Linked DNA regions of Podarcis muralis: region 2 is linked to region 1. The links are chromatin contacts, called in public Hi-C maps. All regions are on one chromosome and are shown on one strand. The core of a region is the stretch at or near the end of the contact, and the rest is flanking DNA. Distances in the headings are between cores, read along the strand shown. Region 1 holds the start of LOC114588424. Region 2 holds the start of PPP1R11 (protein phosphatase 1 regulatory inhibitor subunit 11).

Evidence for each region. Hi-C and Micro-C count contacts between places; a contact is called where the count stands out from the background.
Region 2: a Hi-C map of tail shows a contact between it and region 1, with 4 times the contacts expected there. The contact joins the promoter of PPP1R11 here to the promoter of LOC114588424 in region 1. A contact is called at or near these places in 2 of 3 Hi-C or Micro-C datasets (blood and tail).

What each region holds. Positions count from the first base shown.
Region 1 is chr2:107,079,741-107,084,092 of rPodMur119.hap1.1, forward strand. It overlaps LOC114588424, which reads right to left and starts at 2,191. Exons shown (of 3, transcript XM_028713718.2): 1 at 1,940-2,191. The coding sequence starts at 2,144.
Region 2 is chr2:107,248,495-107,252,833 of rPodMur119.hap1.1, forward strand. PPP1R11 (protein phosphatase 1 regulatory inhibitor subunit 11) reads left to right here and starts at 2,711. Exons shown (of 3, transcript XM_028713746.2): 1 at 2,711-3,007. The coding sequence starts at 2,942. It overlaps POLR1H (RNA polymerase I subunit H), which reads left to right. Exons shown (of 5, transcript XM_028713939.2): 4 at 1-9; 5 at 1,297-1,524. The coding sequence ends at 1,321.

The sequences.
Region 1 (4,352 bases), core at 941-3,440:
CCATCTCTGATCAAATAGCACTGCAGGTTTTTCTGACAGCTTCCGGACTCTTCAAAACCATTTGGACCGGGCTCTATGGTGGGGCAAAAGAAACCAACAATGCATGCACACACATCAGGACCACACTGCCTCTCTCATGCCACCAGCAACTCTCTCTTAAAAGTAAATAATTAAAGTAAAGGTAAAGGGATCCCTGACCCTTAGGTCCAGTCGTGGCCGACTCTGGGGTTGCGGCGCTCATCTCTCTTTCTTGGCCGAGGGAGCCAGCGTACAGCTTCTGGGTCATGTGGCCAGCATGACTAAGCCGCTTCTGGCGAACCAGAGCAGCGCATGGAAACGCCATTTACCTTCCTGCCAGAGTAGTACCTATTTATCTACTTGCACTTTGATGTACTTTCGAACTGCTAGGTTGGCAGGAGCAGGGACCGAGCAACGGGAGCTCACCCCGTCGTGGGGATTCGAACCGCCGACCTTCTGATCGGCAAGTCCTAGGCTCTGTGGTTTAACCCACAGTGCCACCCGTGCCCCCATAATTAAAGTAGTGACGTGCTAAAAATAAAAATCAGAACTCAGGCTCTATACATTAGCTTGTGAATCGCCCTGAGATCTTTGGATGAAGGGTGGTATATAAATAAATAAATAAGAAGAAGAAGAAGAAGAAGAAGAAGAAGAAGAAGAAGAATGCAGTATCATACCAGACAAAACCGTCATGGCTTCCCCTAAAAAATCCTGGGAGCTGTAGCTTGTTACGGGTGCTGAGAGCTGTTAGAGGAGACCTCTATTCTCCTCACAGAGGTTCCTAGGAAGAACTGATTGTTAAACCGCTCTGGAAATTGTAGCTCTAAGAGGCGGACAGGGTTCTCCTAACCACTTCCAGCACCCTTAACAAACTACAGCTCCCATAATTCTTGGGGAGAAGGGAGGAAGCCATGATTGTTTAAAGTGCTGTGAAGACACACCTCTTTATCCTAGCTTTTGACACTAGAGGTTTATATTTTTAGCACCCCTCTTGAATGTAAGTTTTTACTATTGCGCTTTAACAATGAAACCCACCCTGGAACCATGGGGTGAAGGACAGATAAGTTAATTAATAATAATAATAATAATAATAATATAGTGCAGCTGAGGCCACACACAGAGGGAGGCAGAGGTCAGGCTATCAACTGAGGATCCCAGGACTAAAAACGAAAAAGACATTGGAGTTTCAGTGAGGAAAGGGGGCAGAGTGGCAGTACTGATCTCAATTTTCTTTAGGGAATTTGGAGAAACCAGGGGTAGAAGCACCTCGCTTCTTGCCCGGGACTTCTCAACCTTCTCTTCCTCATCCGGGTGGATTTATGCAGGCATAAACAGGAACAACAACACCCCCCCAAAGCCTCCCACCAGTTTATTGCTGTCCTCTCAGAAACAAGTTCCACTGAGTTCCATCATGCTGCGCTTATTTCACAAGCAGAACTTCACCAACTCCACCACCGGCTTACACAGCCCCAGGGAAAACGTCCATCAGGTCAGACCACCACCCTACTTTCCCCAGCCCTATCTTAAGCCCAAACAAGTCGTTCTTAGCAGGAAGGGGGGGTGGGATCTCAGCTCCCTAATCGCCTTCTCCACTTCTTCCGATTCTGGGTCTCTGGATTTTTAGCAATCATTATTGGGGGTGGGGGGTGGGATTTCTCTTTCTGCAAAGTCCAGAGGACTTGCTGCTGTTTCCTCGCTCGATCCACCGCACCCACCCACTCCCAAACCCCAAGATCTGCAAGAGAAGCAGGAACGTGAAAAAGCACGTGAGAACGCGCGATCACGGGAGTTGGGGGGGGTCCACTCGCACCCCAAACTCTGATGCACTTCCAGGGCCACCCCGACCTGCCAGAATGACTCACACTTCGCCCAACTCCGGCCAGGTCCTAGAGACGCACCTTTCCCTTTTTTATCCCCCTACCTGCTGGGTGTTTGGTTTCTGCAAAAGTGACGCGTCTGCAAAGGCTCCGCGGTCCCGGAGCGCGTTTGCAACGCGAGGAGGAGGAGGAGGCAGCCTCGCCGCCCGCGGCTGCAATGGCTCCGGCTGCTGCTGCTTCCGAGGAAAGGAGGCGGAGGAGCCTCGCCAGCACGTCCACACACTTCGCGGCACCGAGAGGGGGAAACATGGAAAAAAAAGAAGACCCAGGCACTCGGAGCTGTCGTGGCTTCCCTTGCAAGGCAGCCCGGGTACTGTAGTTCGGCCAGAGGCGGCGTCTCTCTTCGCCGCAGACTCTCTGTTCCCCGCCGGAACTACAACTCCCAGAGTTCCCTGGGAGAGAGCGGACCCGGACTAGCTGAACTAGTTTTGGAACCGGTTTGTGTTTGTAGTGCAGATGCCGAGAGGCGCAAGCGGCGACCAACGCCTTGGAATGGGGGCGGGGGGGGGGGATGCGATGAGGATTTCAAAAAAATATATTTTACGGAGAGCTGAGCGGCCAAATGTGCATGGCTGATGGGGGGGGGGGGTTGGTTTTTTTTAAAGTTGTGATTTTTGTTCCTGGAGGCTTCATGGGGCCTGGAAGGAACGCTTTTGTTTGGCAGGTGTTTAGAAAGTTGACACGAGTTTTAATCCGTTTTTAGTCTATTGTTTTAATGGTGGGGGGGAGTTTTAAATTATTCTATAATTTTTTTGTATATCGCCATCCATCCGCAGATCTCAGGGTGCTTCACACACACAATATTAAAGATTGGGGGGGGGGACACACAAAATATGTAATAAAAATATTGTTAGTTTTCCTTATTGATAATTTTACTGTTTTGTTCTGTTTTGTAAAGCGCTTTGAGTGTTTTGTTTGTTTGTTTTGAAATCAAGCAGTGTATAAGTTATATAAAATAAAAGAATGAACAAACATTTTGAAATAGATTTGTCGTGCAAGCCTATGTATGACTACTCGGAAGTCAGCCCCATTGAATTCAATGTTATTTAGTCTCTGGGGTGTCTGTATAAGATGGCAGCTGCAGGCTGCAATTCCAAACATGCTTACAAAGGCGCTTGGTAAGGTTTACCTCTGAGTAAACACATGCAGAGTTGCTGCCACCCTTTGCACATTTACCTGGGAGTAAGCCCCACTGAATGCAGTTGGGCTTCTGTATAAGCATGCATTCAAACGGCACTACAGTGGTACCTTGGGTTATGTACTTAATTTGTTCCAGAGGTCCGTTCTTAACCTGAAACTGTTCTTAACCTGAAGCACCACTTTAGCTAATGGGGCCTCCCACGATTTCTGTTCTCATCCTGAAGCAAAGTTCTTAACCTGAGGTGCTATTTCTGGGTTAGCGGACTCTGTAACCTGAAGCGTCTGTAAACTGAAGCGTCTGTAACCTGAACCCGAGGTACCACTGTATTAGGATTGCTGAGGACTGTTCCTCTGCCTGCTCCCTTCCATCCTGCACCTTCAACAACACTTAACCAGACAGATACCTGTCAGGTGAAGCTTTCGCATGCACTTCATTTGTATGCTGGGGTGGGGTGCGGCTTCGCTTCCTGAAATTATGTACATCAGTCAGCGTGCAACGGTAGTAGCACTCTGGGAACGGCTTTGACTCGCTGGCTAAACCAGGTGAGGGTAGCCGATGGGTCTCAAACCCTCCATGAGTTAGGACAGGGGTCAGCCACGTTTTTCAGCCGTGGGCCGGTCCACCATTCCTCAGACCATGCGGTGGGCTGGACTATATTTTGAAAAATTGATGAACGAATTCCTGTGCCGCACAAATAACTCAGAGACACATTTTAAATAAAAGCACACACCAGGCAGGTCCCACAAATAACCCAGGAATGCATTTTAAATACCGGTAAAAGGACACATTCTACTCATGTAAAAACATGCTGATTCCCAGACCATCCGCGGGCCGGATTTAGAAGGCAATTGGGCCACATCCGGCCCCCGGGCCTTAGGTTGCCTACCCCTGATCTAGGAGATGGAAAACTCTGATCTTAACTGGAAGGACAGGTCCTGAAGCTGAGGCTCCAATACTTTGGCCACCTCATGAGAAGAGAAGACTCCCTGGAAAAGCCCCTGATGTTGGGAAAGATGGAGGGCACAAGGAGAAGGGGACGGCAGAGGAAGAGATGGTTGGACAGTGTTGTCGAAGCTACCAGCATGAGTCTGACCAAACTGTGTGAGGCAGTGGAAGACAGGAGTGCCTGGCTGTGCTCTGATCCATGGGGTCACGAAGAGTCGGACACGACTAAACGACTAAGCAACAACAACAAAACTCATTTGTGAACCCCCGAGGAAAAATTCATACCTGCTGGCTTGTGGGACATCTTTGGGAGAAGAAACGGCTAAGGAGTAAACCCTACACAAATTAGGAAGGGAGTCCCTAAAAGGGTC
Region 2 (4,339 bases), core at 1,461-3,960, 170 kb after region 1:
TCGATGCAAGTAAGGATAGGCTACTAACAGCTTGTTCATGCCTCTCTTGGACACCCTGTTCGCTTTGTCCATGCTTTGCAAAATATGTTTGTTTGTCCCCTATTGGATTATTAGCACCATGAGCAACCCCATCCACCCCAACTGATTTGCCAAGAAACATGTGCTACAAACTTTTATTAAGATTGCATCATCCAGCCTGGTTTTGAGACAAAGAACTTGGGTTGCCTTGGTGAATAGTCTCCATTGGTTCTGCTGGGCTTTGCAGTAGGTTTCAACTCTTCTGAGCTGCCTACAAAGGCGAGGAAGTTGCCTTTTCCTGTGTCAGAACATTGGTTCATTTAGTTCAGTGTTGGCTACACCAGGTGTAAGGAACCCCCCCCCCCATCCATGGCCATTGACCACGCTTGCTAGGGCTGATGGGAATTGTAGTTCAGCAACGTATGGAGCACCCAAGGTTACCCACGCATGGTCTACATTGACTGGTGGCAGCGATCCAGTGTTTCAGACAGGATATTTGCAGCCCTACCTGGAGAAGTCAGGGATTGAACCTGGACCTTCTCTCTGAGCTATGGCCCTTCTGATTCAGCAGGTATCACTTTCCATTCAGCACCAGCTGGTCTGCAGTGACTGGCATCAGCTCCCCAGAGTCTTTCCCTACCCTACATAGATGTGCAGTGGGTTGAACCTAAGACCTTATGCATGCAGAACAGTCATTCTTATCGCCATGCCACTGTCCTTCCCTAGGATGAATGCTGGAGATACCGCTTTATGATGGTTCTCATGTTTCTAGGAGAGTAGGTCTCATAAGATGGTATTGAGGGAAGATCTGCATACCTCCATGGCTGTTGCCTTTTGAGGGCCTGTGAGAATCCATCTCACCCCTGACTTTCCTCAGTACTGTAGCTACATGGACACTACTGGGAGAGGTTGCTTAAGAGTTTTGGAGTGCAAAACTCCAAAACTCAAAGCTACATTCTCTTTGTCATCCAGTCACCGTTCTCTGTGAGTTGCTTCCGTTGGCAAGTTCCATTGGGGAATGGCCTTACAAATACAGTGGTACCACGGGTTAAGAACTTAATTCGTTCTGGAGGTCCGTTCTTAACCTGAAGCACCACTTTAGCTAATAGGGCCTCCTGCTGCCGCCACTGCGCAATTTCTGTTCTCATCCTGAAGCAAAGTTCTTAACCCGAGGTACTATTTCTGGGTTAGCGGAGTCTGTAACCTGAAGCATCTGTAACCTGAAGTGTATGTAACCTGAGGTACCACTGTACATATGTATTTGTTTTTCACTTCCAGGTTCCAGGAAAAGGAAGATTCTTGATCGGCTTTACCCAAATGTGTGGGGGACACTGTGTCTGAGGAACGTCACTTACGAGGGTCATTTTTGTCTAGTTACTATGGCCATGGAGTCCTTTTTGGGTTCCATGGAAACATTCTGTTACTTGAGATGGGGGATTTCGTGCATAGTGCCTGTAGCTCCCCTTGTAACTCTACGCAGAATAAAGCACTTTATGGTTTTCTTTGCATATGCATCCTATTGTTGGTTTGGTGGTCAATGAGGGAGAGGGGGCTGGGTCCTCATGTGGATTATTTTCTGCCTTCTGTACTTTAACTAACTTTTCAGAATACTCTTGGTATTTTATTGGAAACGACCCAGATAGGTGGGGTATAAGAATTAATATTATTATTATTACTACTACTACTACTAATCAAAATCAAAGTGGTGAAGAGCGGCTTTCCCTCATTGAAAGTTTTCTTCCTGGTTATCATGATTCACATCAGCAGATTGTTACTGAAAGCGCAGAAGCAATGGGCTGCATCTATCGTCTTTTCAGCAGATTCCCAGCCTTTGTCACACTTCATTGCAACCGAGGAAACAGAAGTCAAGGCAGGGTTCTGAAGATGGAAGTTATCAGGCTACTCTCTGCGCTCCTCCCAGTGGTCATTTCTCCTCTGATCACTTCTACGGGTACACAACCTGCCTGTCTCCAGGTGCTGTGGTCCTTCACAAGCGGTTCCCACAGGCCAGGTTTGATGTTGCCAGCCTTCAAGCCACAACTGCAGACATATCTGTAGCGCAGAGTTGGTTTGCCGATGGGCCTGGTGCCCAAAGCCAGCTCCTCGTGGAGCACATCCTTAGGGATCGTGCCATCTTCCATTCTGTGGACATGGCCGAGCCAGCATAGATGTTGGTTGCCGAGACAGGAGATCATGCTGGGAGTTTGGGAGAGCACATCTTTGCCAGAGACTATGCGATGCCCAAAATCTTCCTGATGCAGCGCATGTGGAAGGTGGCGATTCCTAATGCAGCTATTACAGAGATGTCTTCAAAGCGTGCCTGTAATAATAATAATAATAATAATAATAATAATAATAATAATAATAATAAATTCATTTATACCCCACCCATTTGGCTGGGTTTCCCCAGCCACTCTGGGCGGCTCCCAACAAAGTATTAAAAATAATGCCTGGCAAAAGCGGGAAGCCAATGCCGAACGACTTTTGCGACCACACAAGCGCAAGCAGACTTTACTGAGCAAAGGGCAAGCCTCTCTCAAACAACGCGAGCCTTCTTTTACTACGCGCGCCGGTGCCTCCTGTTGGTTTTTTTGTTTTGTTCCTCCTCCTGCCGCGTACGGCGGAAATGACTCTGGGGCCCAGCCGGGGGACCGCTTAACGCGACGGACTCCTGAGCGGAAGTAGGAAGTGGCGGGGCCGGAAGTCGGCAGAGGGAGAGGCTGCTGCACCTGCAGGAGGAGGAGGAGGAGGAGGAAGGGAAAGAGCGAAAGAGGGAGAGGAGCTGCGGCGCGTCCGGACAGCTGCCGGCAGGTTCCCCCCGAGGCTGCGAAAGCTCCGGGCGAGGTTTGGCTCCGGACCCCTCCGAATCCCCGTCCCCCCTGCAACTGGCGCCACGGCGGACAGGGCCGCAGGCAGCCACGCCATGGCGGAGTCCACGGCCGCCGTGGGAGCCTCTTCGACGGTCACCGAGACGGAGGTGACGGAGCCGGTGAGGACGGGGAGCCGAGGGAGCGGCCGGGCGAAGGGGGGTGGGGAGCGGGAGGGGGGCTGCGTTCGGCACCATGGCAACCGCGGTGATGGAGGGGGGTAGAGGAGGAGGAGCAGCGCCCCCGGTATCTGGGTCTGGGTCCCCCTCGGTTGCTGTAGCAACCGCGAATGCCTGTGAAACGGGGGTGAGGCAGATTCACGGAGGGAGTCAGGTGCATCTGTGGGCGTTCGTCATGACTAGAGGTGGGATGCTCCTTTGAGCGTGCGAGGGTGGGGCATCCAAAGGCTTTGCGCTTTCCCTTTCATCCTCATGGCCAGCCCTGTCAAGTCAAGTACGGCTGGGAGGCCCAAGGTCACGCCGTGAGCTTTGGTGGAAGTGGGGGTTTGAGCCGGCATGCTCCTAGTTTTATCGCTCCTAAGCTACTGCACCATGTCGACTCTCCTGTGCAAGAAGGATGGCTGCCGCTGCTGCAGGTTTGTGTGAGTCAGCCAGCCTGCTTTTTGCAGAAGTGAAGCCTTTGGCAGCCGGCGTGATGGCCGTGTCTACCGCTATAATGCATTAGAATACCAGTTGCTGGGTGTCACAGTCAAGGTTTTGTGAGCTGGAGAGGGAGCCTCCACAACTTGACCCAGTATTGCACGGTTGTTTTTCATGATGGGCCACATAGAAAAGAATAGATTGCTAAACCACTCAGGTCTCCGGGTCCGCCACCATTATCAGTTGTTTTCTCATTCCCATCAGCCTTGCTTGACCCATCTCCTGTGCATTTGCAATGGCAGCAGTATCCAAATATATTCAGTGCAGTTAATAAGCAAAGTGATTTAGGCTGCGAAGGCAACAGCAAATGGATAAGCGGAAGGTGCTTAAGTGGATAAGTGGGGACAGGCTGTAGCTCAGTGGTAGAGCATCAGCTTTGCATACAAAAGGTCCCAGATTCAATCCCTGGCATGACCAGATAGGACTGGAGTAATAACCCTGTCTGAAGCCCCAGAGAGCTGCTGCCAGTCAGTGCAGATGGTATTGAGCTAGATGGACCAATGGTCTGACTTGTGATAAGGCAGCTCCCTCTGTTCCAGCTACAGTAAGAAAGAATCAAAAGTGCTTTTATAGCTACTTGGTTGTAAGCACTGTGACAGCTTGGTTCAGAGGAAGGCAGCATGGATAGTTAGCAGTACTGAAAGACTGGGAGTTGGGAAAGCGTGGTAGCATTCTTCCAAGTACCTGAAGGGCTGTCACACAGAAGATGTCAAAGGCTTGTTCTCTGATTCCCTAGACGGCAGAGCTAGATCTAATGGTTTTGTTACAGATTTTCATTAAACGTTAGGAGAAACA